Linked DNA regions of Mus musculus: all the other regions are linked to region 6. The links are chromatin contacts, called in public Hi-C, HiChIP or PLAC-seq and promoter capture Hi-C maps. All regions are on one chromosome and are shown on one strand. The core of a region is the stretch at or near the end of the contact, and the rest is flanking DNA. Distances in the headings are between cores, read along the strand shown. Region 1 holds the start of Zkscan14 (zinc finger with KRAB and SCAN domains 14). Region 2 holds the start of Psmg3 (proteasome (prosome, macropain) assembly chaperone 3). Region 3 holds the start of Micall2 (MICAL-like 2). Region 4 holds the start of Mafk (v-maf musculoaponeurotic fibrosarcoma oncogene family, protein K (avian)). Region 5 holds the start of Bud31 (BUD31 homolog). Region 6 holds the start of Foxk1 (forkhead box K1). Region 7 holds the start of Ptcd1 (pentatricopeptide repeat domain 1).

The links. Promoter capture Hi-C pulls out the DNA fragments that hold promoters and counts their contacts. Hi-C and Micro-C count contacts between places; a contact is called where the count stands out from the background. HiChIP or PLAC-seq counts read pairs in DNA pulled down with a chosen protein or histone mark.
Region 1: an H3K4me3 HiChIP or PLAC-seq map of bone marrow-derived macrophages shows a contact between it and region 6, with 3 times the contacts expected there. The contact joins the promoter of Zkscan14 here to the promoter of Foxk1 in region 6.
Region 2: a contact with region 6 is called in a promoter capture Hi-C map of liver, with 6 times the contacts expected there. The contact joins the promoter of Psmg3 here to the promoter of Foxk1 in region 6. A contact is called at or near these places in 4 of 39 promoter capture datasets (embryonic stem cells, liver and pre-B cells).
Region 3: a contact with region 6 is called in a promoter capture Hi-C map of liver, with 4 times the contacts expected there. The contact joins the promoter of Micall2 here to the promoter of Foxk1 in region 6. A contact is called at or near these places in 2 of 39 promoter capture datasets (liver and pre-B cells).
Region 4: a contact with region 6 is called in an H3K4me3 HiChIP or PLAC-seq map of embryonic forebrain, with 4 times the contacts expected there. The contact joins the promoter of Mafk here to the promoter of Foxk1 in region 6. A contact is called at or near these places in 2 of 115 datasets of contacts at active chromatin or transcription factors (astrocytes and embryonic forebrain).
Region 5: an H3K4me3 HiChIP or PLAC-seq map of bone marrow-derived macrophages shows a contact between it and region 6, with 4 times the contacts expected there. The contact joins the promoter of Bud31 here to the promoter of Foxk1 in region 6. A contact is called at or near these places in 2 of 39 promoter capture datasets (the 3T3-L1 cell line and pre-B cells), 1 of 115 datasets of contacts at active chromatin or transcription factors (bone marrow-derived macrophages) and 1 of 9 other capture datasets (adipose tissue).
Region 7: a contact with region 6 is called in a Hi-C map of B cells, with 7 read pairs. The contact joins the promoter of Ptcd1 here to the promoter of Foxk1 in region 6. A contact is called at or near these places in 1 of 39 promoter capture datasets (cranial neural crest) and 1 of 484 Hi-C or Micro-C datasets (B cells).

What each region holds. Positions count from the first base shown.
Region 1 is chr5:145,200,553-145,203,252 of GRCm38.p6, forward strand. It overlaps Zkscan14 (zinc finger with KRAB and SCAN domains 14), which reads right to left and starts at 1,330. Exons shown (of 3, transcript NM_023322.2): 1 at 728-1,330. The coding sequence starts at 1,123.
Region 2 is chr5:139,825,596-139,828,295 of GRCm38.p6, forward strand. It overlaps Psmg3 (proteasome (prosome, macropain) assembly chaperone 3), which reads right to left and starts at 1,299. Exons shown (of 3, transcript NM_025604.4): 1 at 1,127-1,299; 2 at 533-769. The coding sequence starts at 748.
Region 3 is chr5:139,735,076-139,737,775 of GRCm38.p6, forward strand. Micall2 (MICAL-like 2) reads right to left here and starts at 1,258. Exons shown (of 17, transcript NM_174850.3): 1 at 943-1,258. The coding sequence starts at 1,085.
Region 4 is chr5:139,790,266-139,792,965 of GRCm38.p6, forward strand. Mafk (v-maf musculoaponeurotic fibrosarcoma oncogene family, protein K (avian)) reads left to right here and starts at 1,271. Exons shown (of 3, transcript NM_010757.2): 1 at 1,271-1,447.
Region 5 is chr5:145,138,955-145,141,654 of GRCm38.p6, forward strand. Bud31 (BUD31 homolog) reads left to right here and starts at 1,422. Exons shown (of 6, transcript NM_001310771.1): 1 at 1,422-1,488; 2 at 2,351-2,482. It overlaps Pdap1 (PDGFA associated protein 1), which reads right to left and starts at 1,071. Exons shown (of 6, transcript NM_001033313.4): 1 at 1,013-1,071. The coding sequence starts at 1,025.
Region 6 is chr5:142,400,085-142,402,784 of GRCm38.p6, forward strand. Foxk1 (forkhead box K1) reads left to right here and starts at 1,413. Exons shown (of 9, transcript NM_199068.2): 1 at 1,413-1,957. The coding sequence starts at 1,440.
Region 7 is chr5:145,165,837-145,168,536 of GRCm38.p6, forward strand. It overlaps Ptcd1 (pentatricopeptide repeat domain 1), which reads right to left and starts at 1,268. Exons shown (of 9, transcript NM_133735.2): 1 at 1,118-1,268. Cpsf4 (cleavage and polyadenylation specific factor 4) reads left to right here and starts at 1,377. Exons shown (of 8, transcript NM_001291248.1): 1 at 1,377-1,623. The coding sequence starts at 1,521.

The sequences.
Region 1 (2,700 bases), core at 80-2,579, 2.8 Mb after region 6:
TGTTACGTGCCCAGTACCCACATTAGGCAACATACAACAGCACGTGATTCCAGTTCCAGGGGTCTACTACCTTGTTCTGTGCTCCTTGATCACCCCTACACGTGTGGCATACACTCATACACATAGTCACACACAGGAAACAAAAATAAAAAGAAACTAGACTTTTTACACTGACAATGATTGTAGATTGTATTCTAAAAGGCACACGCGAGCTCTGTTTCAATTAAGCTAGGAATGATGGTCCACACCTTTAATCCCTGAACTTTGGAGGTACAGTAAAAGTGGATCTCTGTGAGTTAAAGGTCAGTCTGGTATAATATATAATGAGTTCAAGTCAGATAGGGACACACAGTGAGACTCTACCTTTAAGAAAAAAAAAAATCAAACTGTATCTCAAAACCAGTAATAAGTATCAAGAGTATTTATTTTTTCCAAGGTGCCTTCTCATGGACCTAACATATTCAAATATAGGGGCCATTCTCATTCAAAGTGTGTGTGTGTAGACAACCAGGCTGTATTCTCTGAATCATCACGACTGGGCACGCGGGCACGTTAATGCAGATGCCTAGAACATGGCATCAGATCACTTGAAGCTAGAGCTACAGATGGTTGTGAGCCCCCTCTATATGGGGTCCTGGGAACTGAGTTCATTCTCTGGAAGAGCAGCTCAGGGTCTTAAACACTAAGCCATCTCTCTGGTGCCATGCAGAGTCCACTCGAGTCTCACCTGCGGAGAGGCCCGATCCAGTGCTCTTTGCAGAGTCCGCGCCAAGGCCGCAGCCTCCTCCCCACTTTCAGGGCTGTGGTCCCGCACGTAGGCCTGGAGCTCCTGGGGCAGGATGGTGAGGAATTGCTCCAGCACCAACAGCTCCATGATCTGCTCCTTGGAGAGCAGCTCGGGCCTCAGCCACCTCCGACAGAGCTCCCAAAGTCGGCTCAGCGCCTCCTCAGGGCCGGCCACTTCCTGGTAGCGCAACTGCCTGAATTGTTTTCGAGAAGTTTCGGGGTTCTGCCAATCTCCGGAACCGGAGGACTCCTGATTCCCCGGAGAGTCCTCCTCCACCTTCACCGTACAAAGCCCAGCACCGAGAGGTGGCGGGACGACCCCAGAGCCTGCAGCCATTGGAGCCTCTGGACCGTCCAGGTCGAGCTTGTTTTCTAGAAGAGCAAAGCCCAATGACTTCACGGACCTTTTCTGAAACCGAGGCGGAGTGCTACCCTCTTCCAAAAACGAGGCCCAGAAAAGGCCACTACGGACACAGCACACACGCGAACCCGGTCTTCTCAGTTCTCATTTCGGCAGGTGACAGAAAAACAAACCGAAGCGGAAGTGCGTAATTAACCCCGCCTCTGGGAAGAGGCCTCGCCTGCGTAAGGTCTTTCTAAGCGCCCTGGAGGACTAAGATGCATCTCTATGGTTCGCCTTTCTTATTTTACTAAAGGGGCCGCAGGCCACGTCATGACAGTCATGACAGATTGGATGGATGGATGGATGGATGGATGGATGGATGGATGGATGGATGGATGGATGGATGGATGGATGGATGGATGGATGGATGGATGGATTAGATAGATAGGGGGTCCTACACAGAGAAAAAAATTGTCTTGAAAAAAATAAATATAAATAAATAAATTTTAAAAAAAAGATGGATTGGTGAGATGGTTCAGCGGTTAAAGACACAGGCTGCTCTTTTAGAGGATCTAGGTTTAATTACTGGCTCCCACAACATGGTGCAGGTCAAACAGCCATAAATAAAGTAAAACTATATCTATATCTACATCTATCTATCTATATACACATGTATATTTTTCTTTTAATTACTTAAAAATTGTTTTTGACTCTTTGAGACAGGGTTTTTTTGTATAGTCCCGGCTATGGAAACTAGCTCTGGGAACTAGACTGGCCTCGAACTCACAGAGATCTGCCTGCCTCTGCCTCCCCAGTTCTGGATTTAAAACCTTGTGCCACAACAGACAGGTAAAATAAATAAATCACGTTAAACCAAAACCAAAAACACCCCAGAGAACCAGAGTTTAGTTCTGACACCACAGGAACAAGCACACTTACTCTAATCCCAAGAGATCTGACTGCCCTCTTCTGGCATCCTGTGGCCAGTAGGCACACTTGTGATGCATAGATATAATTCAGGCAAGACACTGTACACGTTAAAAAACAAAAAACTCCATCACTCAGGAGGCAGAGGCAGGAAAATCTCTCAGTTTGAGGCCAGCCTGGTCTAGAGAGAAATTCTAGGGTAGCCAGGGTTACATAGAGAAACCCTGCCTGAAAAAACAAACAAATAATTTGAAGTGCATTAGTGGCACACACCTTTAATTTCAGAACTCAGAAGGTAGAGGCAGGCGGGTCTCTGTGAGTTCTAGGGAAGCCTGGCCTACGAGAGTTCCGGGCCAGCCAGAGGCCAGAAAGAGGGCATCGGATACCCTAGAACTAGAATTACTGAAGGTTGTGAACCACAGGAGTGATTTAGAGTGAGATGGCCCGCTAGACAGTCCCGGGTACACCTCAAAATACAGTTTGCTTCAGTCGTGGATTTGAGAGATGCCCTTCCCTCCGCCCCCAGTGTTGTGACCTTAGTTCTGTAACTAGGTCTTCCACTGATGGCAGGGGTTGCAATTCCACGGTAGTCTGTTTTGGTGGGCCCCTGAAGTGTGACAACAGGTTCTCTGATACTACCAGTA
Region 2 (2,700 bases), core at 49-2,548, 2.6 Mb before region 6:
GTATAGTCACACTGGGGACAAACACTGTCTGCTCCTAATGCTTTCCTTAAGAGACCTAGGCCAGCGTCTCACGCTTTCCCCAAACCCCCTAAGCTAGGACAACAGTGATTCAGAGCACCACGTGGACTGCATAAAGCAGACAGAGGGAACTGCCCAGGAGGCAGTATTAAGACTTTTCCTTGGTACCTCTGCCTACCGTCTCTCTGGTTACTCCTAATCAAGACAGACAGGCCTGCAAAGGGAACTGTTGTCAAGACTCAAGAAGCAGACATAAACATAGAGCCATCAGGACAGGGTCAAACTGAGGAAATGGCTATGTCATAAAAATCAATCCCTCCCCGAGTGTTGAGTAAAATGCTAACACGCTGGGAAAAGCATCACTCGAGCCAGCCAGGACACCCTCAGTCCAGAATGGCCCTGGAAAATGCTCACTGCGCATAGTTTGGGTACGTATGGAGTTGTGCCTATCAGGCACCCCATATCCCTATGGACAAATGACAGCAGAAAAAAAGATGCTCTCAACTCCCATTACCTCGTCCTGCCCGAGGAGGACTCTCGTGGTGAGCACTGGCTTGCTGATGTCATTGGCCACATTGCTGGGCTCCAAGGACACTAGCGTACCCATCTTCCCGAACTGGGTCACCACAACTAGGATGTGGCTGCTGAAGGCCGTGCAGACCACCTGGGTGGGCACACCGCACACCACTTCTGTCTTCTGTTTAGATACTACCAGTGGTTTGTCTTCCATGGTCCCGTTCTTCAGCGGAGGCTTTAGTTTTAAAAGAAAAGAAAACAAGGGATGGAGCAATCAGAATCGGACACAACCTGGAGCTCGACAGCAGAAATGACAAGCGGCCCATTCCAAGCTGCACGTGGTGGCACATGTCTGCCATCCCAGGACAGGGGACGCTGAGGCTGGAGAAGTCCCAGTTCGAGGCCAGCCTGAGCTACATGGGGGAGACCCTGTTATCAATACCACGCCCCAACCCAAAAGCGAGTGCGCGCATGCTCGTGCGGGCTTTTGTGAGCGTCTTTGTCCCGCCGCACTGCTTGCGATGACCGCCATCCCCGCGACTAGCTGTCCCACTTCCAGATTATCAGGGATGAGGAAAACGGCCGAGCTCACCGGGGAGCCCCGACGGCGCAGGACTGGGGATGGCTGGATCACTACTGACAGCAGTTGGGACCGAAACCCTCGGCAACCAGCGCTCACCCCACCAGCAGCGCCAGAAAGCGGTTTCAGGGAGCAACTAAGCCAGCAATGGTTTAGCAGAAGTCCCGGCGAGAACTTCCGGTTCCTGTCCGTTGGGCCTAAGGTCCGTAGGCCACGGCAGTCCCAGGGCCTAAGGTTCCGTGCTGCAAAGGAGCCGTCCAGGCTTCGTGTTAAAGGGACAGTGTGCCTCTCCGAGCTCCAGGATCTCGGTGGCGGTGCTTGACCACCTGTGTAGGGAGCTTTGTGTCCTAGCTGTGGACACAAAATAATATTTGTTTTAATATTATTAATATTTTAATATTTGTTTTCACTTGGTGTGTACCTGGCTTTGGCTAAGGCACACTTAATATACAGTAACTTGTTTCGTCTGTTTGTCTGTCAGTTTTGCCTCTTTTAGTCACGGTATCTCCGTGTAGCCCTAGTTGTCCTGGAACTCACTATGTCGACCAGGCTGGCCTCAAACTCACATATCCTCCCGAGTTCTAGGATTATTTCCTCCTCCTCCTCCTCCTCCTCCTCCTCCTCCTCCTCCTCCTCCTCCTCCTCCTCCTCCTCCTCCTCCTTCTTTTCCTCTTCTCCTCCTCCCCCTCCTCTTCTGTTTTTTGAGACAGGGTCACAAGTACCCTAGGTTGATCAAGGAAAATATTGAACTCCTGATTCTCCTTCCAAGTGCAGGGATGACAGGAACACACCCCACACATGGTTTGCTGGTGTGGGGATAACATCCAGGAGTTTATGTATGCTACGCAAGCATTCACAAACTGAGCCAAATCCCAACCATCATTTTTTTCTCCTTCCCTCTTTCTTTCATTTTTTTCCTTTTTTCTTGTGGGTATCGAGGAGCAAGTCTCATTTACACTAATTATTGTTCATCTTGCAGAATACTTAAAAGAATTAAACAGTATTTGTTTGTTTGTTTATTTATTTGCATGAGTATTTTTGCCTTCCTGTATATGGTGTCATGTGCATGCAGTACCCACAGAGGCCAGAAGAGGGTGTTGTGTTTCCTAGATTTGGAGTTACAGACAGTTATGTGCTGCCATGTAGGTGATGGGAACTGAACCTGGTCCTCAGCAAGAGCAACAAGTGGTGCTCTTAATGGTGACCTGTTAAATCAAAGCACTTTTTTCTTAAAATTATAGACTGTAAATTGAGCATATCCCCCTTCCCTCTATCTTCCCTTTTCTCCCCTCCTTCCTGTTTGTTTTCTTAAATGTACACCACACACACACACACACACACACACACACACACACACACACACACGGTTCAGTGTGACTATGTAAAATCTAGGCCCCACCAGTCAGAGAAAACATATGGTGTCTGTCTTTCTGAGACTGGCATAATTTGCTTAACACGATTATCTTCGGTTTCATCTACTTTCAAGAATAACATAAACTCACTCTTTTGTGTGTGGGTTCCTGTGTGTGTGTGTGTGTGTGTGTGTGTGTGTATACATATGTATGAAGGTCAGAGGTCAGTTTCCT
Region 3 (2,700 bases), core at 8-2,507, 2.7 Mb before region 6:
TCCTGACACATTGTGTAACACGAACAATATTTGTTTGTTTTTCCTTTTCGGAGCCTCAGTTTCCCCATCTGCACAGCAAGAAGGCTGGCTGAGGTGGGCTCCACAGGTGCTGCCTGGAGCCTCACTCAGCCCTAAGACCTCCCTGGGAAACACTCCCAGACCAGCCAACTCTGCATTTATGTACCATGTACAGGAGAATGCTTTCCTCTGAAGGGCATGGGCTGTAGGTGATCTTGTCCCATTTCAGGACTCTGGTCACCAGACTAACTTAGGTCCCTGTAACAGAGTCTGCCTAAGTGTTTGCTAAGTGAATAACTGATAGAACAGTTTGAGTTGTGGGCCAAGGTCCTTCAACAAGACAGAGCTGGCTTGCTTCCCAACTTCCTATGCCAAGACTCTTCTTCTATAGAAGGCTTTAGACCCAATCCCTGTCCTCTCCTACAACTTCCAAGGATGATGGCCCAGACTCCATTGTCTCCTGTCATTCTAAGGTGCTAAAAGGCTTGCGCTTCCCTCTTTGATTGCTTTCCCAAAGATGCCTAGACAAATTAGAGGAGGGGCAGTAATCCCACTAGAAGCCTCAAATGGCCCTGATCTTGGGGCCAGACCTCAGACCCCCAGGAGCTGTTCCTTTGCCCTTTCTCAGGGAGCTCGGGGAAGGCGGACGCTGCCCTGAGTCACCACTGACTAAGCCGGCTGGACAGCCCATGTCCTGGCCCCTGGCCCAGCTGCACTTGGTGGCCTGCACAGAGGCTACTTGACTGCCACAGCCTTGGAGACCACCAAATAGGCTGTACCTGCAGGTCTCTGCTCTACCCCGGGTGGCCCATCTGAGAGGGGTGTGTCTGAAACCTCCGACCCGGATCCCAAGGCAGGCGTGGCCTCAGTTTCCCGTTTGCAGCGGCACATCAGAGCCCGACAGAGGGGTTAAAGAGCACTCACATAAGGTCAGGCCGGTGTCGGTGCAAGATAGCGCAGAAGGCCAGGCCATCGCGGAACGAGGTGGTCATGTTGGTGATGCTCACGTCCCGGTAGCCCTCGCACTGCTGCCGGCACCATTCTTGCAGGGCCTTTATGGCGGCCATATGGGCGGCAGGACGGGCTGGCGGCTCGAGGAGCTGGCTACAGGCCCCTCTTGGGCCCGAGACGCGCAGGAGGCCCGGACCCGCCGACCACCAGCCGGGCTGGAAGAAGAGAACACCGGGAGACCGGCGCCCCACACACTCTTGACGCCTGCGAGGCCGCCGGCCCCGCCCCCTAGAGGCCCCGCCTCTTCAGACCCGCCCCCACAAGATCACGCCTCTTGAAGGCCTGGCTCACCAGCTCCAAGCTCCACACAGGCTCCTTGTTCCGGCCGCACCGCCCCAGTTTGGTCAGGCCACACCCACGCCCCACAAAGGGCACGCCCACATAAGACCACGCCCCCTCTTTCCTGGGACTTGAAGAATAGGGGCCCGGTACTCTGGGCGTTGGCTCCCGCCTTGGCCTTTAGCCATAACTCCCAGCAGAGGCGTCGGGGTTTTCTTTTTTTGTTTTCCTTGAGACCGGGACCAATGTAGCTCGCATTGGCCTCTAGCTTATTATAAAAGCAAAGATGACCTTGTGTTTCAGATTCCCCAGCCTCCACCTCCTTTACTGCTCTCGGATTACAGGCTTGTGCCCCACACCATGCCTGGTTTGTGCAGTGCTGGGTATGGACCCTGAGGCTTCCTGCATGCCAGGCAAGCATACCACCAGCTGAGCTACACTCCCAGCTACGGTTTTCTTTCTTACTTTTAATTCTATCTTATGCATATGGGCTTTGGTCTGAAAGTGTATCTGCACCCCTTGTGTGTCTGGTAGCCCGGGAGACCTGAAGAAGGCCCCTGCTCTTCTAGAATCGGAGTTGGAGCGGGTTGTGCTGCCATGTGGGTGCTGGAAACTAAACCCCAGGACTTCTGGAAGAGCAGCAAATGCTCTTAACGACTGACCCATCTCTCCAGTCCAAACCCGCAACAGCGTTCTTTTATTTTATTTTATTTTTTAAAGTTGAGGCCAAGCTGCCTAGTCTGCCTAACTCATCCTCCTGCCTCAGCCTCTAGAGTTGGCAGCCTGTTGACAAATGGGAAAACAGAGGCTAGGGTAGATGCAACCTCTGAGGAGTGTCCCTTTTCAGGGTCTACAAAGCTGTCTGGTTGGAAGCTGGGGTGGACCTTGCTGAGTAGTGTGCTTTCCCATCAGACAGATACTGGTCGTGATGGCACACACCTGGAATCCCAGCCCTCAGCGGGGAGAAGCTGGAAGATCAGAAATCCAAGCTTATCCCAGGATACATATGGGGTGCAAGGCTGACATGGGCGACCTGAGACCCTGTCTCAAACTTTAAAATACTGTCTGCTTTCCCTTCACCCTCAAGGGTGCCAAGCCAGCCAGAATAACCGCTCTACATTCACAGAGGAGGAAAGGAAGGCTGAGGGGGCACGCTCCAGGGGTCTTGAGACAGGAGACTCTTAGCCTCTTTCAAGTCTCTGAGGATGCCAGGGGTGATTAAGGAAAGTACCTCTCCCAGGTCCTCAGTTAGAGCCAGGGGCTGCCCTGAATGTTCTTTTGTTGTTTTGTTTTGTTTCTGAGACAGAATTTCTCTGTGTAGCCCTGGCTATCCTGGAACTCACTCTGTAGACCAGGCTGGCCTCGAACTCACAGAGAACCACCTGCTTCTTC
Region 4 (2,700 bases), core at 21-2,520, 2.6 Mb before region 6:
CTCATCCTTACTGCTTGGAAGTCAGTCTTCCTAGCAGCCTTCAGATGAAGATGTAGAACTCTCAGCTCTGCCTGCACCATGACTGCCTGGATGCTACCATGATCCTTGATGATAATGGACTAAACCTCTGAACCTATAAGGCAGCCCTAACTAAATGTTGTCCTTATAAGAGTTACCTTGGTCGTGGTGACTATTCACAGCAGTAAAAACCTAACTAAGACACTATCCATTGCTTACAGGGAGAGGGAGAGGGGGGAGGGGGAGGGGAGGGGGAGGGGGAGAGGGAGAGGGAGGGAGGAGAGGGAGGGAGGAGAGGGAGAAGGGGGGAGGGGGAGGGGGAGGGGGAGGGGCAGGCTTAGGTGAAGGCACTTAGGGTGAAGGCAGAAGGATTAAGAGCTTCAAGACAGTGCCAGTGAGGTGGCTCAGTGGGTAAAGGTACCAAGTCTGAGTTCAATTTTCGGAACCCAAAAGTGGAAAGAAAAAACAGATTCCCTAAAGTTGCCCTCTGACTTCCACACATTCGTGGTAGTGTGTGCACACCAATCCACATACATATGAACACACATATAAATAAGTAAAAAAAAAAAATAAAGTTTTATAAGTGTTCCAGGCCACTCTGAGCTGCACAGTGAGACCTTACCTCTGTCTCAGATATAAATCAAAAGGTCATGGTATGGGTCAGAAGAGGATGCTACATACATATCTCTTTCTCCTTTGTAGGGTGCATCTGCCTTGCTGATTATGTGGTGTAACTGAGCCACTTCGCCACCTTGACGTGGGCTTGGTGTTAGGTCCAGAACATGGTCACTAGCCAGTTGGCCTCTATTCTCTCTGCCAAGACCCGGGGAGGCTCCAGCAGCCTCAGGATCACAGTGAGTAGCATAGACGACAGTGGGTGACATAGAGACATAATGCCCAGGCTGAAAGTTCAAGGAAACGTGGGGTCCATACCCAGTGTGCGTCACGCTCGCCTGACACCCCCTACCTTGGGAAAGGAGCACAGACCCCGCCCCGGGTGTGTTGGGGATGGACAGGGCCAGGAGCTCAGCAATGAGACAACTGCACGTGGAAGCATGTAGGAGGACCCAGGGACTGGGGCAGCGAGGGGCGTGGCCATCAGGGGCGTGGTGCCGACGCGCGGCCAGAGAGGGCGTGGTTTTGGTGAGCGAAGAAGCGTGAGCAACAGGGGCGTGATCACTAGGGGCGTGGCCATCGCGGGGGCGGGGCGGTGACGCGCTTCGACGCGCGATCCCGGAAGCGGTGTCAGTACTGGGGAGCCGGCGGCGGGCGGCGGGTGGCAGGGACTTGTTGTTCTTCGCCGAGTCGGAACGAGAAGTCCGAAGCGCGCAGGCGGAGACGGCGACTAAGGGGAGCGCGAGAGCAGAAGCGCTTGTGAAGAGTGCGTGTCCGCAAGGAGCCGCCGCGCCCGGCCCCGCGCGCGACCCGGGTGAGTGAGGGGCTTCGGGAACTGGGTAGGGGAACCCAGAGTTCGTGCACCTGCGGGAGGAGCACCCCGAAGGCCGCGGGACCCAGCCTGGGCCTCGAGCACGTGCCACGCGGGACCTAGCTCAAGGCCCACACGGGACCCACCACGTGCGGGAGAGTGGCACCCGGGAGCCGTGCGCACCTGGCCATTTCCGTCGGCGTAGAATTCGCCCCCACCTCGCCCCCGGCCGGGACCCCGAAAGGGCCTGAGTAACTGGTGTCACTTTCTAATCAGCTGACCGGCCAGCGGTGCCGGATGTGGAAGCTGTGGGTGGGGAGCGAGGCAGGTGACCGTCTTGGCCAGCCTATCGCTTCCGTCACTTTCTTCAGGTGTGGTCTGGGGCCAAGGTCCCATCCAACTCTGAAGTGCGAGGTTCCCTAGTAGGGTGAGCGGATAGGCGTGTTAAGAGTGTGCATGTTTACGAGCGTGCGGCGAGAAATCAGAAGCAAAAACTCTAGCAAATTACAGGTGAAGAAAGCCTCGTGGGTCCTAGGTGCCTAGATTAGATCTCTTTGGGGGAGATAGACTCCTCTTCTGGTATCCTTGAGATAACAGCCACTCCAGCCTCCTAGAACTTGCCCCGTAAGAACGCAGTCGGTATTTGGGAGGTGAGGCTGCTTGGTGCTCTTGTTTCTCTAGGGAAGTTAGTCTGAGCCTCGCTTTTCACACAGCTCTCATTGCTAACACAGATGCACTTTAACAGTTCGCCTTCCAATTGATGGACAGGCACTCAGTACACTCAGTCCTCAAAAGCTAGCTTGTGTCTCAGCTGGTAGGTAGTTCACCCCTTCCACTCCTGTGGAGTCACTAAAATTAGCCCTGGGACCCCAGAGGTTGGCACTGCTGAGGTCATACTGTGGCAGCAACATTTCAGAAGGTATCTGGTGGAGTGCACGTGGGTACTTTGATGCTTTGAGCTGGTGTTTTAGGGCCAGGTAACTTCTTTCAAAGGTGTTGGTCTAAAGCCATTATGTTATGGTGGCACATGCTTGTACTCCTAGCACATGGGAGTCTGAGGCAGGAAGATCTTGAGTTTAAGGTTAGCCTGGATTGCTTAGCTAGTTCAAGACCAGCCTTAGTTACATAGCGAGACACTGTCACACAAAACCAAACTGAAACAGTAGGTGTGAATTTAAGCATGTGGATGGAGTCAAGAAAGCTGTATAGGCAGGACCTACCTGCAGCCCATGTCACTGGGGACAGCCCTCACTGAT
Region 5 (2,700 bases), core at 172-2,671, 2.7 Mb after region 6:
TTTAAGCTTGAAAATCTCCAGGCAGATGTTCCTGTGGGCTCACTGCATTAACTGGCTTAACACGTGAGCTGCCAACATTTACTGAACATCTGTTCTGTGCTGGGAGCTAGCCAGGCCCTTAGAGCGATTTATTCTGCCACCGTAACTCCTGTCCGCCTGTCTCCTACTCATCCAACTAAGCCTTATTAATACCCCTGTAGTTCAGATGAAGAAAACGAACTGGAAAAGTTTTGTTTGAGGCCACAGACTTAAGATGTGATATATCTGGTATTCAAACCCCTGATTCTAAGGGGTGAAACCAATGTACGATGGGAAACACTTGTTTTCTTGGTCTCTACACACAGTAATAGCTGAACATTTAGGGGCTGCGGGGCACTGGGCTGAGTACGTGGGCTACCTAGTTTATGCCTCTCTCATAACAGGAGGAAAATATAATCAATGTCCCCCACCCCAACCCCCTTTTTGGAAACGACAAAACCGGGACACAAAGAAGTTAGGCGACTGGCTCAGAAGCACATCCTTAGTGGCTACGGTGCAAGGAGAGAATCAGAGCCAGGTCCCACATCATCAAGTCAAGGTCTTATTATGAGGCAGGCGTGGCTCCTCAAAAGCTCCACAAAAGCCACATTTTATGCTCGAGGCAGCCAGGCACCGCACCAGCGCGGGACGCGGTGACTCAGTCTCCGGCCAGCCAAATGGGAGGACAAACTTCAGATGCTCCGGAGGCTTGGCCGAGACTCCTGGGTCCTGCTCTCCTCAAGGACAAGGACCCAGCACCCGTGAGTCTCCTCAAAAATCCCCGACGGAGAGGCCCTCAACCACTGTGGTCCTCGGCTTCCCAGGCAGGACAATTGAGCGTCGAGGCCCACGCATGGCTGGGAGGCGACGGGGATGGCCTCCTTCAGCGCGGATCTCTTAGAGGCCCCAGACCCGCGGGCTGAGGGGTCCGCGGCAGCCCGCCTACGGCCGCCACTAGAGAAGCCACGCGAACCACGCGCGCCCACCCCCTCACCTCCTTTAGGCATCTCGGCTCCGGCGGCTGCAGCGGCGGCGGCGGCGCCTCGAACTGACACCGGAACCGGAAACTCCTTGGAATCGACTTCTTCCGCCCGGCTTGGTTCCCTCTCCGCGCGCCACTGACGCCGCCACCGCCGCCACGGCTGCGAGGATCTGGGACCTCACACCGAGGCCGGGCTGTCTTGGGAGGTGCCTGAATTCCTGACCAGAATATGTACTGCCAGGAATCCGCGTTCCCCGGTGTCCCTGTCCGAGGAGACACGTAGCCGTGTGGGCCACCCCTACAGGAAGTGAGAGGAAAAGGGCCGTACGGTTTACGGAATTCTACAAAGGCAGCGCCAGGGACACCTAAGATGACGCAATCTCCGCGCGAGGTGGGCGGGGCCCCGCGAGGGCCTTATTCTGAAGAGTTTGTCGCCGGAGCGGAAGCCGTCAATAAAGAAGCAGCGGCCTTAGGTGCTTGAGTTTCCGGTGAGTGTTTCTCTGCTCGGTTCTCGAGTACCGTATCTTTGGCAATGGTTACGGGCAGGAGAGCTGTGTGAGCTGCTTATGCGGCAGAGGCTGGAGTCTCCGATGACTTGCACAGGGGATGGTAAACTTGGGGCTCGCTCTTTCTCTCTCTGCGTGTGTGTTTTTTTCCCACGTCGTTTTCTCTTCCGGGACCGTTTTCTGTCTAAACACCGCTTTTTTTCTCAGATGCTGCTCTTGAGTTTTCTGCCACTGTCCCTTCCGTAACTTCGCTCTTGTTCACCCCTTTTCCCGCTCTTCTACGTCTGTAAACAGCCCAACACAACACCTCTTTCCTCCTGATCCGATCGCCTCTTCGTTTTACCTCTCCCCGGCCCCGAGAGCCTCTCGGGTTGAGTCCTCCTAGGTCAGGAGAAAGTGATTCTCTAATCAGGCTGTGCGCCCTGGGAAGGGCTCAGAGTCAATCTATCTTTTAACGTAAGCGCTGGAAAAACCAGAGCAAAGACCACTGATGGGGAAGTCAGGAGCCTCTAATCTGTTAGACTCACTGGTTGTCAGCAATGTGACCCTGAGTCCACGTCTTAAGAGTTTTATTCTTAATTTATTAAATTGTTAAGAAGGGGTGTGGGAATAGGGGATTGTAAAGTGTCAGTCACCATACAGTGGATGGGACTAAAGACAGTTTTGAGCAGATGAGTCTGTTATGCTGATAGGTTACTCTTTGCCAGCTAGAAAGCTTTATGCAATCGGAAGAAGAAGAAAACAGCGTTTCTATTTAGATTTTGACTGGCCTGCTTTGTTGTTCTAAAAAGAGAGATTTTTGGCGGCTATTTAACGTGTGTAATCTACTGCTTTTATTCTACAGATGAGACAGAAGACTGCAGAAGAAAAGTGATCTCCCCCAGAGTCACAGAATAGTTGGTAAATCTGGACAAGAACACAGCTTTGTAACTGTGAAGACCAAGAATTTTTTTTATATTACTCTCAATACCCAAAGGTATTGTGCATTCCTTCTTTCCTTCCTTCCTTCTTTCCTTTCTCTGTCTTTCTCTCTTGCCTTCTCTATTTCTCTCTCTCTCCCTCTTACTGTCTGTCTTCCTTCCTCTTTCTTCCTTTCTTTTCTTTATTTCTTGACAGGGTCTTATGTAGTCTAGATTGGGCACAAGCTCACCATATACCCAAAACTGGCCTTGAACTCTCAATCCTTCTGGCCCC
Region 6 (2,700 bases), core at 163-2,662:
GACCTATGTCTATCTCTATTCTCAATCATTATTTTTAGACATTCTTTTGTGTGTGTATGTTTGCACTTGTGTTTGTGTGTGCACGTGCGCCGGTGCATGCACAGGCGTGAATAACTGTGTGCTCCTTTAGCCCTGTTTTATTCGTGTTTTTGTTTTTGTTTTGAAACAGTGTTTCCACTATGAACGTGGAGCTCACTGATTGGCTAGGCAGGCTGGCCAATGAGCTTCAGGGATCTATCTGTCAACCTTTTACCCAAAGCGCTGGGAAGATCGAAGCTCTCAATGGGTTTTGAAGTCGGTCCCGGGGAATGAACTTTCCTGTCTTGGGGGATGAGTGCCATCAGGCAATTTACCAACTGTGTCAGCTCCTTCAGTCATTATTAAATGTGAGAAATCGAGTGTGTATGTGTGTGCATGCACTCGCGCGCTGCAGGTCCTGGGGGAAGACTTGGGGGAATTAGCATCCCAGTGCAGGACCTTAAATTCTCAAGGGATTCACATGGTGCCAAGTTCACCATTTAAGTGTTTTCAACTACCGTCAATCTTCGGGTGTCCACAGTCCCTAGAAACAGGCAGAACTGTTCGCCTTAAAAGGAGCAAGGGGAACCAGCTGTGGTGGTGCACAGCTGTGACTCCAGCAAGAATTGCGGAGCCTGAGCCGGGTTGGTCGTCAGCTAGAAGCCAATCTGGTCTACATACATAGACCCTGTCTTTAAAAAATGAATTTTTAAATTGATTTTAAAGGGCTAGGCACACACCTTAATAGCTACACTCAGGAAGCTGGAACAGGAAGATCATGAATTTGAGGCCAGCCTGATCTAGGTATTCAAAACCAGGCTAGCCTTGGTATGAGACAGGATCTCAAACAACAAAACAAGAACAATCGAGATGGTTCAGTAAATAAAGGTGCTTGTCACCAAGCTTGTCGACCTCAATGCCATCCTCAGAACCCCACAGGGTAGGAGAGAATAGACTGCTGAGAGCTGTCCTCTCTGACCACACAAACACACGTGCGCGCGCGCGCGCACACACACACGTGGTAAAGAACCACAAGTAAATAAATGAATGAATAAAATGTAATTTGCAACATTATACCAAACCAAAAAAAAAAAAAAAGCAAAGCACAGAAAGAGTAGCTGTGCAGAAACGATCAGTAAGGAGCAGAGACCATTTCAAGCATCCCTGGACTTTAAACTCCAGCCTCAATAGGACACCCCTAAAAACGTGATGAATCCAAGCACCCTTCGGGACTGGAGGAGGGGGCTCTGTGTCTCTCTGCACCCGCCCACCTCGAGTGGAAGCTGCGCGCGCAGCGCGAGGGTCCTGCGGTGTCCCGGCTCCGCTCCAGGCCACGATCCAGCCCGGGTTTCCGCGCGCGCCGCCCCGCCCCGCCCCGCGCCGCCTCGGCCGCCACCGGAGCCGCTCGGAGCTGCGCGAACATGGCCGAAGTCGGCGAGGACAGCGGCGCCCGCGCCCTGCTGGCGCTGCGCTCGGCTCCCTGCAGCCCCGTGCTATGCGCCGCGGCTGCGGCCGCCGCCTTCCCGGCCACTACGTCCCCGCCGCCGCCGGCGCAACCTCCACCCGGGCCGCCCGCGCTGCCCGCCGAGCCCGGCCCCGGGCCGGTGCCCTCCACCGTCGCCACTGCCACCACCACCGCGCCCGCCCTGGTGGCCGCGGCCGCTGCCTCCGTGCGCCAGAGCCCCGGGCCTGCCCTGGCTCGCCTGGAGGGTCGGGAGTTCGAGTTCCTGATGCGACAGCCCAGCGTCACCATCGGCCGCAACTCGTCGCAGGGCTCGGTGGACCTAAGCATGGGCCTGTCGAGCTTCATTTCCCGGCGCCACCTGCAGCTCAGCTTCCAGGAGCCTCACTTCTATCTTCGCTGTCTCGGCAAGAACGGCGTCTTCGTGGACGGGGCCTTCCAGAGGCGCGGAGCGCCCGCCCTGCAGCTACCCCAACAGTGAGTACTGCGCCACCCTCGGGTCACCCCTCTCCGGACCTGGCCTGAACCCCCTGGCCACCCCTGACCTCTACCCCGCCCAGCTTGGCTCCTTGTCACTCTGTGATCTCGACCCTGCTCAACCTGAACCCCCCGCCCCCCGGTCACCCCCTGAACTCGCCTCCGCCTGGTCTGGCACCTGGGTCGAGCCTCAAATTTCTTACCGTTCCCACCGGGTCCCAGCCCTTGGTCACTCCCTCCTCCATCTCGACCCTGCCAGGCCCTAGCCCCTCTAATCTCGACTCTATCCGGCTCTGATTCCCTAGCCATCTCCCAGTCTTGATCCCACCTAGCTCTGACCCCTGGTTACACAGATCTCCATCCCACCCGGCCCAGCTGAGCCTGATCCTTAAGTTACTGGTGATCTCACCCATCACCTGGCTCTGACCCCGTGGTTGTCCTGATCTTAATCACGACCCAACTAACCCTGACTCCCCAGTTAACTCATTGGGCACTGATCCCTGGATGGGCCCGACTCCCATTCAGCCTGAAATCCTGTCACCCTGACCCTGGACAGGCCTGAACACTTGGGTCCATTCTAACCCCTTTCTCTCTCTCTGACTCTGACTCTGACTCTGTCTGTCTGTCTGTCTGTCTGTCTCTCTCTCTCTCTCACACACACACACACACACACACACACTTACACACACACACTTGCACACTCCCCAACCCCATCTGTCTTCCACTCCTCCCATGTTGGAGTT
Region 7 (2,700 bases), core at 18-2,517, 2.8 Mb after region 6:
AGGCTCACAGCCATCTGTACAACTATAGTGTACTCACATACATTAAATAAATAAATAAATAAACAAACAAATCTTTTTTAAAAAGAGTCAGAAAAGAGAGACAAGTTTACTCAGAGGGTAGGCTCTGAGTTAGGAAGACCTGGCTCTGTGCAGGGTGGGGAGTGGGAGATCAGTCAAACTTACTATCTCAGCTGGGTAGAAAAGAGTCAGAAATTCAGGGTCACCCTCAGCTATAATGTCAACTTCAAGACCAGCCTGGGCTTCATGAGATTGTCTTTAAAAAGTAAGAGTAAGTCGTGATGGGCCATGCCTTTAGGCCCTGCACCAGGGAGACAGAGGCAGGAGAATTTCTATGAGTTCAATGCCAGTCTGGTCTACAACTGTGAGTCCACGCTACTCAGGGCTACCTAGAGATCCCCAGTCTCGACAACAACAACAAGAGGCTCAAGAGGGTCTCAGCAGATAAAGGTGCTTACTGCAGAGCTCGGTGACCTGAGCTTGATTCCTGAACATACTTGGAAGGACTTGTGGTACAAGCTTTTCCCTAATCTGCACTCGAGTGGTGTGGAAGGCACATATATGCACATGCTCCCTCTCACAGAGCTACACCCTCTCACCCTCGCATTCTATTTTTATTAGGCTGTGCTGGGCCTGCTTACTTTGAAGCCCTTTAATAAAAAAACAAAACAAACAAACAACAACAAAAACAAGACATAATAACAGGGAAAAGAGGTATGACGGTATTTTGAGGCTTAGCTCTACTAGGTTGACTCGCTCTCCAGGGTCTCATGTAATGCAGTCTGGTCTTGAGCTTCTGACCCTTCTGCCTCCACTTGCCAGTTAGTGGGATTACAAGTCTGTACTAACACTACCGGCTTATGCGGTGGTGGGGCAAGCACTTTACCAACTGAGCCACACCTCCTGCCCCCTTACCCGACTTTTAAACGTCTGCATTAGAGCTACACCCACAGAGAGACCTGGGACCCTAGGTCGCCCCTTGCTTCCTCTCCCCAGGCCTTTAGATCCTCCGTTTTCGCATCTGAGCTTGGACAAAGTCCCTCAGGTCCAATTTCCACCCGGCTTCCGGGTTTCCTATGAGGGTTGAACAGAAACTCACTCTGAGCGTTCTAAGCGGCGAGCCCCTAGTGAGACGTCCTCAGAGTCGAGGGACCGCGGCTCCAGAGACAGCGTTCCTGCCCTCAGCACAGACTACGGAGATCCCGCGCAGGCGCACTTGCGTCGCCGCCTCTTGTGTAAGATACAGAACCGAAAGAAACAGGCGATCGGTCGGCGGCTAGTCAGGCCTGAAGGAGTGGCCGGACTCTGAGCTCCGTTGGCTGAGTCTGGATGGGAAAAAAGGGCCGGCGCGGGCTCCAGCGCTCCCGGCATCCCTCGCGGGGCGGCGGCTGCGGCGGCGGCGGTGGCGGCAAGCGAGAAGGGGACGGGGAGAGGTAGCGTGAGTTGCGGAGAGCGGCTGAGAGACCTGAGGGGGAGCTGGGCCCGAGGCCGCCGCCGCCGCCATGCAGGAAATAATCGCCAGCGTAGATCACATCAAGTTCGACTTGGAGATCGCCGTGGAGCAGCAGCTCGGGGCGCAGCCGCTGCCCTTCCCCGGCATGGATAGTGAGTGCGGGGCCCGGCGGGTGGGTGGGCGAGTCTGATTCTGACCAGAGGTTACCCCAGCCCTGGGCCCTGGAACCCGGGACCCTCGCCTAGTTCCTCCGCTTCCGTCCTGGGACTTCCCGGTGTCACTTGAACTCGGGGAGACCTTTCCTTGGATCCTTGATCCCCGGGGACTGCTCCGTGGCAATCCTCGGGACAGCAGGACTGTGTCGGTTGTTCGCGTAATTCTCCAGTGAACGCGTGTCATCCTGAAGTGGAACTGCCTTCTCCCATCCTGCTCCAACTTCAGCAAAGTCTTAGAATGTCCCCCATTTCCACCTCTTAGCGTGCTCCTCTCTACTTTCATCAGAACTAGGCGGTAGAAGAGTCTGAGTGTATCTGACTGTCGAAGACTCCAAGTAGACCCTCATATTCCAGGCTTGCTTTAGTCTAGCTCCTGGGAAATCCTTCCCTGTCCTGGAATTGTCCGTTTTCCTCACTACCCCACCTCCGGGTCACCTGTCCCAACTCAGGCCCCCAGCGAACCTTTAGACCGAGCTATATTTACTGTCCCTCTTCATGTGATGAGATGGTTTTCCTGTTCTGGTGGGATATATCTTCCGTTTGGGGGAGCTGCTTCAATTCAGACAGAACTGTCCTCTTTGGCCAGGTCGTCCTTGCACATATGTCTACTCTTTGTTGTTGTTGTTTTTCGAGACAGAGTTTCTCTGTATAGCCCTGGCTGTCCTGAAACTCACTCTATAGATCAGGCTAGCCTTTTAAGCACTAGGTTTTTACTCAATTTGATGGCACTGCCTTGAGACCATGGAACATTTGTGTGGGGCAATAGATCCACAAACCTGTGGAGGCAAGTGTGCACTTGAAGTAAAGATTTGGGTTTCTTTAAAAAACACAGAAATAGCCGGGCAGTGGTGGCGCACGCCTTTAATCATGGCTCTTAGGAGGCAGAGGCAGGTGGATTTCTGAGTTCAAGGCCAGCCTGGTCTACAGAGTGAGTTCCAGGACAGCCAGGACTACACAGAGAAACCCTGTCTTGAAGGGAAAAAAACAAAAACAAACAAACAAAATCCAGAACCC